Regions from separate parts of the Mus musculus genome. Here region 2 is linked to region 1. A link is a contact called in public Hi-C data. All regions are on one chromosome and are shown on one strand. The core of a region is the stretch at or near the end of the contact, and the rest is flanking DNA. Distances in the headings are between cores, read along the strand shown. Region 1 holds the start of Gm15499 (a long non-coding RNA gene). Region 2 overlaps Gm38475 (a long non-coding RNA gene).

Region 1 (6,019 bases), core at 2,237-4,736:
GGCTCTATGGTAACTAGGATGCCTGTGGTCTGAAGATTCCAGGTGAGACCTTGTGTTTCTTCCCCTCTTCCTCCAAGTCAGTGGTGTCTGCTTCGTGTTCCCTGCAGCTCCGTGTTCCCCCTGCTGGCGAGAGTCAACAGGCCGGGTCAACACTACGTGCACGGCTGGCTTCAGAGTCTATTTTATAGTTCGTCGATTCGCTCAGCTGTCGTTTTCACACTTGATCATGAACAGACTCCATGCAAGGGAAATCAACTGAAGATGACTGTCTTTCACAGAACTCAATAAAGAAGCTAGGAGACACGTGGGCTCCGTAACGGTGAGTATTCTTACTGACTACTAGGAAATAGGTGTGAACCAGAGCGAAGCACCTGAACTCAGCTCACTGAGGCGGGTCCTCACTCTGCCTCAGCGCTTTCTCCCCAATACGCCTCAGGGATGGATCTTTCTGACATCAAAAACACAGCAACCCAAATGTGATATTGAAATAATCCCCCATGTCTGTATGCTGCAAGTACATTTGTATGGACAACAACTGTATTTAATGTACTTAATCACATTCAGAGGACCTGTAACCATAGAATTTTAAAGTGAGACTCGGTTTGAAATGCTGACTTTAAAAAGATCCATTTTATTAAGTGTGTGTTCTTGTGTGTGTGTTGTATGTGTGTACATGTGTGTGTCTCCATGTGTGGTATACATGGATATGTGCACACTGAGTGTATGTGCCTGGGGAGTCCAGAGGCAACAAGTGCCACAGACCCCTTAAGCTGGAGTTACTGGCAGTTGTGAGCCACCTGCGGTATATCCTGGGACTCAAACTTAGGACTTCTGTAAGACCAGTGATCACTCTTAACAGCTAAGCAATCTCTCCAGCCTCAAAATGCTAAGTGTACAGTGATATAAAGTAATTCTGCTATATAATTATTAAATGGTATAAGGAAATAATGCCCCCCCCCTTTTTTTTGATACAGGGTTTCTCTGTGCAGCCCTGGCTGTCCTGGAACTTGCACTGTAGACCAGGTTAGCCTCGAACTCACAGAGATCCACTTGCCTCTGCCTCCCAAGTGCTGGGATCAAAGGTATGCACCACCACTGCCCAGCTCAAATAGTTCCTTTTAAAATCTTTAGTTCTTATAAGGACACAGATTTTTATCTTTTTCTTAATTTTCTAGCTTCAGCATTGTTGAGTCCTGTCTCATGTTGACCATACAATGAGCTCAGCATCTTTCTCATTCCTATTGATTCAGTGGCAGTGTTGGGTTCTTACTAACTTGTACCTGGGCTGGCACTCTGACATGTGCTGGAAGATAGAACAGTCCATGGAGGTCCAAGGTGGGTGTGGTGACCCGTGGTGGGTCATGGGGCCACCATGCTGGGCCGTGGGGGTGGGGAGAGTGCACTGACTGCTGACAGGAGACGAGGAGGGGAGCATTCCAGGCCGTATCTGTCCAGGAGGAATCAACCTCCTCTCGGAACGAGGACAAGATTATCGGGGTGTGTCTGAGGAGTGGCAGGCTCTGTCTTCTGTTTAAAGAGGACTCTCTGTCTTTGTACTGAAAATAATCTCAAAGAGCAAGAATCAGGGAGACATTTGCCATTGTACAGGAAGAGATGCTGGCACCACAGGCTGGCAGCCAAGGAGGTGACCAGATGTGGCTGGGCTCTGGCTAGAGTCGGAAAGGAGGCCTGCAGAATGTTGGTAGACTTAAGTGAAGTGGGAGAGAAAGAGACAAGACAAAATGATCCTAGGGATTGACTTCTGAGCAACTGAGGGAAAAGAACTTCAATTACATGCACACATATGGGAGTGCACGCACACATACACATGTACACACATGCATGCACATACTCACACATGCACACACATGCATGCATACACACATGCACACAAACACATACACACACTATATGCATGCACATATACATGCATGCACACATACATGCACACACTTGCACATACATACTCATATGCAAACACATGCACACACATGCACACAATGTATACAATGCATACACACATGCACATGCATACTCACACATACACACAAGCACACATACACACATTCAGACACATATACATGCATGCACATACACACATGCACAGTCACACACACAAGCACACATACATACACATGCATGCACACATGGGCACACACATGCATGCACACACACAAGCACATATGCTCACATATATGCAGAGGCATGCACACGGGCACACATGTGTACAAACAGAGACAGCACCCAACATGTTCATGATTTTCCTCAATCCATAAATAAAGCAATCACCAATCAATTGTGTGAAAAGTTGCCTGTCTACTCAACACCTTGCCTCAACGTCATGTTTAGCTCTGTGCAAACTCAAACTGTTCTCTGAACAATAGCGTGCTCGTCCACACACCAACCTTGGATTGTTCATGAGCAAGGCTGTGGCATTTTGACTTTTGAGAAGTGACTTCTATTTTATAGATGTCATGTACTTGGGAGTATTCTGTAAACCTAATCTGGTATTCCATATTTGATAGCAGCTACAATTGCAAACTCCAGGTCCCACACCCTGCAAATGGGCCTAAATGTAATGCTTTGGCAAAGAGCACAGACATTTGTACTTTGAAATGTGGTGTATCCTCTGCCAAGACTGTGGCGTGTGAAAACACCCAGCAGGGCTGGCAATCTCTGAGGGGTTTGAGGAGCATAACTACGGCTTCAAAGTTAGCCTGACCCTCCTTATTTATGTTCTCTGTGGACACCTGGGAAATGTGTGTTTCTACCATAGCCTGAGATCTAATACTTACTCAACAAGGAGTATTTTCTTTGGCTGATAAATGAACATTTTGTGCTAGCTATCAACTCTAAAATAATACGCCCGTATCAGATTCCCACTTTTATTTTTTATTTAAACCAAAAGAAATCCTGGCCAGCATACTTTCCAAGGGAAATGGATAGTGTCTGCCAAAGGCACTGCTGGCTCTCCATCATGCTGCCTAGTTTTAAAGACTCTAACCTTGATGACCACTGCTATTGGCAGAGACCACAGGAGATGAGGACAGCTTGGCTCAAATCACACACTGGCCCTGACCAGTCCTGCCCCTGGGCCCACTGTTGTGTCTGTGCAAGGCATTCCAGATCTTGGAATCAGTCTTCCCAAAGACTAACCCTCAGCAGACTGTCTGCGATTCTAGACTCCTTGGAAGTTTCTACAGCCTGGCAGCACCCATGGGTCCTGCCTGCTCTGACTTGCAAAGCTCTCCAGCCTTAGCCTGAGACCTCCAGCTGCATTTTGATGCAGGAAATGAGCCATTCCTTCCTCCCACCAAATTAAACCTTTTAACATAATTTTGAAATGTAATTGGCAAAGCTCACTCTACTGTAATAAAGCACTCTGTAAATTCGCCAGAGTTTAATACCACCAGACCACACTGACCGAGGTTCCAGCAGACAAGGGAAGGACTTGGGAAGCTATTAGACCAACTGTGTTTACTTAAACTTGAAGATCTTGCCTCAATTATCTTTTTTTTTTCCATTGGCAAGGCGTACCAGCCTGGGAGCGACTGCTTCTGTGCTGATGACTGGTGCGAGCCAGGGACCTGCTGACTGAGCTCAGCACTCTGGGTTTGCACACGGAGAGACCGGATCCCAGAGGAGCTTAGCTATGGCCACCTGGGTATTAGAATCACACTTTCTGTTGTCCCTAAAATCTAAGTATTTGTTTGGAGGAAACTCCAGAGAATTAATGGTTTCAGAGTAGAGGTTTTAAAGTTTTTGGTTCATTTGCTTACTTATTTATTTGATCTGTGGTGGACATGCACAGGGGTTCATGCGCACCTACAGAGCGGCACCACGGGGTCACGTGACCATTTCTGGAGATCTTTTAAAAAAAAGACACTCAGTGAGTGCACCTCACCTCCCTTGACTTCTCTCTCCTTAGTCTGGATGCCCAGTGTGGATTTGCCACCCTAGACATTGATTTGGGACAACACATGAGAGGTGACCTAGGAAGAGGCTGAGCTAATGACATCGCGGAGTCGCAGGGACTCTGATGAACTGAGAGGATTCACATTAAAGCACTGTTATTCTGGATTACTGTTCTTCAAGTAGATTCTAATACATAAAATCCACCTTGGGGCTGGAGAGCTGGCTCAGAGGTTAAGAACCCTCACTGCTCTGGAGAGAGGACCTGGGTTCGGTTCCCAGAGCCCTCCTACAGCCTTCTCAGCACGTGTCACTGGCACACACAGACCATCTTCTCAAACTCGTAAGTAAAGAATGGAACCTTAAAAACATACATCTGACAACATAAACGCCACACCGTCTTGAAGGCTATATTTCTAAAACCCAGACTAGGTGATGTTCCCATTGAGAAACAGCTCCACACTGCTCACAGAAAACAGTGCAAGGCCCTTGTCAAGCAATAAGCATCATGCCGCAGCCTGACTTCCAACGGTCACAACAGCTTCACTCTTCTTGCTTAGCTCTGGTATCACTGAATCTCGAGAACCACACGGAGTTCGTGGAACTGTACTTTCTCCCACTCTGCGTCTCTTGGCAGCAACTTTTCTCTTTGTCCCTTAAAAGCACGCACCCTCTCCTTGGATACCTCCCCATATCCCCACCCCTGACCTCTAACCTCTCTGTGTGACCCTGTTCTTGCTTTAACAACTGCCCCTGTACTCTATGTCCACATCTGGGAGGCTTTCAGGAGCTGGTGAGTTCAGCTAATTTAAACAGAACGTGGACTGTTTTCAGGGAAAGAACCAGAGAACAAGAAGACAAGGTAGATATCAGTAAAGAGTTTACTCAGTAAAATTAATTTGCCACGGGGTTGGAGAGATGACTCAGTGGGTTAAAATGCTCGCTGCTTTTTGAGGACCTGGTTTCAGTTCCTGGGGACCCAACTCCCCTCGTGAGCTTTTGGATACACACGGTGTACACTGTAACTCTCAAGACACTTACAGTACACATAGAATAAATGAATAGATAAATATTTTCTAAAAATCAGCTTACATCTAGAGACTTGGCAACACCCCTGGGATCTAATTACTTGTTTTTAACAAGCACTGTGGTCCTGCGAAGTATGCTGGTGGTTTTTAACTTAATTATTCCCTATTAGGTTTTCCTTAGCCTGGAAGACCAACAGTTCTTCTAAGGTCCAAATACTCAGTATTTGGACATATTTGGGTCCAAATACTGAGGAGAAAACTCATATAAAAGAGTTGGCCACCATTAGATATATTAGATGGGAAGTGTGGGCGTATTAAATCTAATTACTGATTAAATCAAACATAAAATGTTCAGAAACAAAGCTCAGGCTGTTGCAAGATCAGCAGCTGGCAATGTACTCAGACTCCCTCCCCCATCTAGGATTAATATAGAGGTTTGTAAATTGGGTAAAATGGGAGATACAAGTGAATTAAGATGACTATTTTTGCTGTAGGTTTATTTACACCTTAACTAAGATAATCCAGTGTTAATTTTGGGTATACACGAAGTTGTAGGAACATAGTAAGACAGACCCTCCCAAGTCCTGGACCCTTTGGACAGTTAGAGATCATGCTATGTCTCACAAATATAATCCTAGCCAAAAGCATGTTTGCAGTCTACACTCATCTCTCTCTGCGGGTTAAAGCATTTGCACAGGCAGTAAGTTACCATGGAAAACAAGGAAATAGCTTTCAACATAGTCAGGGCTCTCCCTGGAGCAAAGGAGGGGTGAGCTAGAGATGGGCTTTGAGGGCCTTAAGCACGTGTGCTCCTTGACTTATGGTACACTTAGCCTGCTCTGTCCTTTGCTCAGCTAACAATACATGTGTGACCTACATATTCCTGTGCATATACTGTCTATGTTTGCCTTGCTGTTTCCTTCACTTGGACATGTAATTATACATGTATGTTGTACATGTAATTCTATGTGCATGTTATACATGTAATTATACATCTGTTCTACATGTAATACTATACATGTATAGTGCACACTCCTGTTTACACAGTTACTTCCCAGTTTAAAAACGATGAACATGAA
Region 2 (6,019 bases), core at 2,157-4,656, 93 kb after region 1:
TGGAATATGGTGGCTGCAGAGGCCCAGGGCCTATTCTCATGGTTATTGTAGACCGCTGCCTGGACAGGTAAGTGAGATGGTTATAAGGAATCTTTCAAACAGTCCAGAGAAAAGAGGGAAGCTGCAGATGGAGCTGGAGATGAATCAAGATTGCCTATGTTGGGTACTGGCGAGGTGGGCTGTTGTTACCGTGAAGGTCATAATAGCTTTATGCCCACTGCTGAGCTGTACTTGGAAATTCCAACACTAAACCTTTTGAGGAAGCTATCGCTGTCTCGTTTATTTCATTTTCCTTGAGCTTTTTCCTGGAAAACTATAGCATGATTTATGTGGACAAAGAGCCATTAAAATCCCTCTTCGGAACAGGCCGAAATAATAATGAGATCCACAAACATTAAATCTTCTCTACCCTCATCAGTTATTTTAAAAGCAGACCATTTCTCACACCGGCTGATGTGGAATATTTATATGGCATACCCTTGGTTAGAAAGCTAGGTCTATGTCAAGAAGTATAACACTCACCTTCGAAGACAAAGCACAGATGGTTTTGAAATCAAGGAAACGTTCCAGTAATTTGACATTTAGTAGGACTGAAATATATATTCCAATCTGCTAAACATTTGTCACTATATAAGCAACAATAACAGCAACAACAAAAAACCCTGATTTTTTTTTTCCCTTGTGCAATTAGACAAGACTGGACCTTTCTGTAGACTGGGATTAATACCTCTCTCCCTATAACCTTACCTGGTGAGGCTTCTCCATGGCACAGCCTCTCTCCTGACAAACACACTGACAGCATCATCCTGAGGTGGGAAATAAGTGATCATCTGCCTTGCCTCAGGGGCTGAGAGGTGGCTCAGAAGTTAAGAGCACTGACTGCTCTTGCAGAGAACCCATGTTTGCTTCTCAGCACCCATATGTCAGCTCATAACACTCTGTAATTCCAGTTCCAAGGGGGATCTTGTGCCCCTTTCTAGCCTCTGCAGACACCAGACATGCATGTGATACACATATATATATACAGAAAAAACACTCAAACACATAAAATGTACACTTGGAGGAGGAGAAAGAGGAGGAGGAGGAGGAGGAAGAGGAGGAGGAGAAGAAGAAGGAAAAGGAGGAGGAGGAGGAAGAGGAGAACAACAACAACAACTTCAATTGGGCATGATGATGTAAGCCTGGAGCCCCAGTTCTGTGGAAGCTGAAATAGGATACCTGGAGCTTGCTGGCCAGACAGTCTAGTCCCAACAGCAACTCTAGGTTCACTGAAAGACCCTATCTCAACAAAATAGGGTATAAGGGGTCAACGAGAGCACAGTTTTTAAAAGCACTGGCTGTACCACAGAGGACCCCCAGTTCAGTTCTCAGGACCCACACAGTGGCTCAAAACCATCTCTAACCCCAGATTTCAGGGATCTGATGTCCTCTTCTGACCTCAAAAAAAATCAAGTACCTATGTGGTACACACACACACACGCACACACACATACAAACACACGCACACAGACACACACACACAGACACACACACCCCAGAGGCAAAACAGTTAAACAAATAAAGTAAAAATAATTCTTTAAAAAAGTAAAACAATTTAAAAAGCCAAAGTAGTAAGTGAGTGAAGAAGCCTTGAGACATCAACCACTGTATGTTTCCACATGCACACACACACTCTCACATACAGGCACTCACATGCACACACTTAGACATTCACATACACTCACATATACACACTCACAGACACATATACATATACATTTACACACACACTCACATTCACATATACATACTCACAAACACACATTTAAACACATACTCACATGCACTCATACACACATCCTCACACACAAAGACACATTAGCACACACAGAAACACATCCTCCCCATGCACATAAAAGAATAAAATGCTGCAAAAGAATGAACACATCGCAACCACTGAACTTAAACTTCACACGATTTCTTATTTCTAGAGTCAGAAAAAGAGAGTCGGTATTTAAGGACGGATGCCGTAGCAGAGGTGGGATGCCACTGCCAGCTGATTCCTTTGAGAATGCTGACAAAACTGGCTACCATGTCAAAACGAAGAGAGAAACTCACTTGGTTTTCTTCACACCTAGGACCGTCATTGTCACAGAGCCCAAACTAGATTGCATTAAGAACTCTACTATGCTTTATGCTGAACAAGGCAGGGTCCGTAGCTACTCTGCACTGATACAGACGGGCACATCTTAGGGATCTGGCCCAGGGAGCAACGGCTTAGCTGTGGCAGACTAACTGAGTGGCTGGGGTGCACCACTTATCCTCTGTGTGTTTTAGGAACTATTTAGCCTTGAGAAAATGGGGCATCTTCTCCCCAATTCACAAGACAATATGATGGAGCACTCAGGAATGGCATCCGTACCATGCTGACAGCTCCTGCCTGTGGGTTAAAACTACTCGCCATAGAAGCTTGGGCTCTGTGAGACAGGCTGCTCACTGTTCAGGTCTCCACCTAGTGATCTTTTCCTCCAAGATCATGCAATTCTCACCGGGAAGAAGTACATTTCCCAGCATCCCTTGCTGCTGGGAATAGCCACTGACTGACATTCTAGCCAATGAGAATCAGCTAGAAATTGTGTGTGTGTGTGTGTGTGTGTGTGCGTCTGTAGAGGTTCTGGGACTTCCTCCATCTCCATCTCCACCTTGCTTTCTGGAATGTGGACAGATGGAACGTGTAAACTATAACACCCCACCAGCTCACAAGGCCCTGTGTGAAGCAGGACAGAAGGCAGAGTGAGTGTCCAACTCTGGAGATCGCTTCACACCCCAGAAATGTAAACTTTAAGTCCTTTTTCATTTTTTTGTTTGTATTTTGAGACTGTGTCTATCACTGGTCCAGGCCTTCCCAATTAGACTGGACTGCCTGGCCAGTGAGCCCCCCGGGGGTCCACCTGTTTCTGTTTCCAGCAGTGCTGGGTGGTGAAGTGCACCCTCTCACACACTGATTTCTCGTTCTGGGGACTGAGGTCTTTGTGCATGAAGGATCTTTACTGGATGAGCCATCTCTGCAGCCCAAGCCTTGATTTATTTAATCGCCTGGCTTTTGCTTTGCTTTGTCTCACTGTTATGGTTATTAAGGCTTTTAAGCCCTTCACAGATCCCACAGAGACAAATACAGATGGGAAATAAATACTCAATTTACAAATATCTGTGTGTACAAGCTAAAAAATTACCGACACTAAACAAAGGACTGGTGGCTCACACTCCCAGAAGGGTCATAAGAACCAGGACGAGGCTGTGACCTTCACTAGTGACACTCGAGGACAAAGGTCACCGAGCAAGCGAGAAGAGAAGCCTGGCGCTCTGGCTCATGGCTTTGCAACAAGAAGAGACAAAAGTGTGCACGTGTGCTGAGCCTTGAGAAAGAGCCAATGAATCCTGCAGCCAACCCATAACAGGTCAGAGCCAGGACACCAACAGACCCACCCTGAATCAATCAGGGAAACATCCCTTCTACACTGAGAATTGTTAATTTAATGTCAACTGGTTTGGGATATATGTGTTTAGTTGTCACGAGTCAAGGTGGTCACGGTGATTTATGCTGGAAGAAGTCATTAGCTGCCTTCTTTCACGTCAGCCGTGCAGATCCAGTGTAATTGCTGCTAGAATCCCTTCAGTCAGGCTGGCCTGGGGCTGTGGGCTGGAAGCTGACTGACAAGCTTCCTGCTGCTCTCTGTATCAGCCAGGACACCTCAAGATTCTCATCTCTGCATTGTGACCGGCCCAGCTCGCTCAGTGACTTTTAAGCCCAGCTTGCTCCTCAGTGACTTTTAAGCAGCTCTCAGACCATGCAACACTTTTTCCATACATAGTTGCTTTCTAGCTATATTTTGAAGCTAAAAGGAACTGTTGACATTCTTTCAACATTCCCTGGGTCAGGAAGATGCCAAGTTGAAAGTGGCCAAGACTGATTGTTACTTACAAAATTTTAAAGCAAGAGTCTTTGATTGCAGAAATATAACTTAATGGCACCAAGTTGCCAGAAGTTCTTCATGAAAAATAAAATCTCTTACTTTTAATGTATTTGTTTCTTATTCTGTTTTTCTCCTGCAAAGCCCAGGCTGGCCTTGAAGTGCTTGCTCTGCTTGCTTGAGTGCTGGAGCTATGTGTATGTGCTGCCCTTTAAGGCCCCGCTTCTTCTTCCTGTCTCCTCTGTTTCTCCCTCCCTTTCTTCCCACCAATCCCTCTTCTCCTCCTCCCCTTCTCTTCCTTACTTCCCTTTTCATCTTTCTCTTCTTTCCCCTCCCTCTTCTGATTCTTTCTTCACTTTTGTAGTGAGAAGGGTTATCTCATGCTAGGCAAGAACTCTACTGCCCACGGACTCATCATAGTCCCAGCCATCCCAAGCCTTTCAAACGTTAAACAATTTCAGTTCTTTCAACTTTTGAAGACAATGTTTGCATATTTAACTCTTTTAAATAAAATTTTCATATGGGTGATTCAGGTTTCTGAATCTTTTCCAGTTTCTTAAGACTTCTCTGAAACCATGATGATCCAAATTGAATTAATGGGTCTGAAAGGAACCTAACTAATACCAATTATGAAGGAAAGGCCATTTCCACATCTGGCTACTTTTATAGAGGTGGTATCTTTCTCACCTCTAGTGCATGTCTACACACTGATGCACAACCACCACATCGTTGTTGATGGAAGGAACTTTCTCCTATTACACTTGACTGCACTAGCTGGTGACCTCTGACCTGTGCTCACAGTCTGGCTGCACTGAGGACTGTGGGTATGTTGCAACAAGATGGTTGTTAGCTGCAGCTATGCTTTAGTGTGGAGGTTATGCCTAGGGAAAGACAGTGCATAAAATGGGCTTCTGTTAGTCTGACAAGCACAGTGAAAGCAAGGTAATGACTGCTAGTTTACCATGCCACACAGCATGCCACACATGTCACACAGCATGCCACACATCACACAGCATGCCACACAACATGCCACACGTGTCACACAGCATGCCACACAACATGCCACACATGCCATACAGCATGTCACACAACATGCCAAACAACATGCCACACATGCCACACAGGATGCCACATGGCATGCCACATAGCATGCTACACAGCATGCCATACAACATGCCACACAGAATGTCACACATCATGTCACATAGCATGCCACACAGCATGCCATACATGTCACACAGCATGCCACACCGCATAATACACAGCATACCACATGTGCCACACAGCACTTTCCTACACCTGGTAACACACACATGACTGATATATAAATCTACTTTACAAATGATAAATAACATGAACAACATGGAGGTTATTGTAAGTCATTTTCTAGAAATGGCCATGACCATGGGATGCCTGTCCATCTCCTGGACTTGTGCTCATTGGCTGTCTATATGGTTATGTTAATCAAAGGAGAATTAAGGTAAAATCTCTTAACTAAGAAAATGGGCAGAAGTCACAGTAGCTGCGAACGTCTAAGCAGCGTTCTATGAGGCTAGCGTTCGGAGGCTGTATTAGTCAGGGTTCTCTAGAGTCACAGAACTTATGGATAGTCTCTAGATAGTAAAGGAATTTATTGATGACTTACAGTCGGCAGGGCAGCCCAATTCCCAACAATGGTTCAGTCGCAGCTGTGAATGGAAGTCCAAGGATCTAGCAGTTACTCAGTCTCACGCAGCAAGCAGGCGAAGGATCAAGAGCAAGAGCTAGACTCCCTTCTTCCAATGTCCTTATATTGTCTCCAGCAGAAGGTGGAGCCCAGATTAAAGGTATGTTCCTTAAACTCGGAGATTCAATCTTCTGGAATCCATAGCCACTATGGCTCAAGATCTTCAAACCCAGATCCAGATAAGGATCTCCAAGCCTCCAGATAAGGGTCACTGGTGAGCCTTCCAATTCCGGATTGTAGTTCATTCCAAATATTGTCAAGTTGACAACCAGGAATAGCCACTACAGAGGCCTTATAGTGTTGCTGCACGGATGATAGCATCTTGTCATGTTGACATGAGACT

Evidence for each region. Hi-C and Micro-C count contacts between places; a contact is called where the count stands out from the background.
Region 2: a contact with region 1 is called in a Hi-C map of the N1E-115 cell line, with 3 times the contacts expected there. The contact joins two enhancer-like sites. A contact is called at or near these places in 5 of 39 promoter capture datasets (embryonic stem cells, hippocampal neurons, liver and 1 more), 4 of 484 Hi-C or Micro-C datasets (the N1E-115 cell line, bone marrow-derived macrophages, liver and 1 more), 2 of 115 datasets of contacts at active chromatin or transcription factors (embryonic stem cells and fibro-adipogenic progenitors) and 4 of 9 other capture datasets (adipose tissue, liver, macrophages and 1 more).

What each region holds. Positions count from the first base shown.
Region 1 is chr6:145,442,860-145,448,878 of GRCm38.p6, forward strand. Gm15499 (a long non-coding RNA gene) reads left to right here and starts at 11. Exons shown (of 3, transcript XR_378154.3): 1 at 11-319. It also overlaps a transcript of Lmntd1 not described here. Within about 2 kb of position 3,487, at least 21 of the 459 cell types and tissues checked have an H3K27ac peak or open chromatin away from gene starts, as enhancers often do. A contact at or near this core is called in the N1E-115 cell line, where this site is marked.
Region 2 is chr6:145,536,020-145,542,038 of GRCm38.p6, forward strand. All of the region lies in intron 2 of Gm38475 (a long non-coding RNA gene), which reads right to left. Among named protein-coding and RNA genes, the nearest start is that of Gm38475, 75 kb to the right of the region's middle. Within about 2 kb of position 3,407, at least 9 of the 459 cell types and tissues checked have an H3K27ac peak or open chromatin away from gene starts, as enhancers often do. A contact at or near this core is called in the N1E-115 cell line, where this site is marked.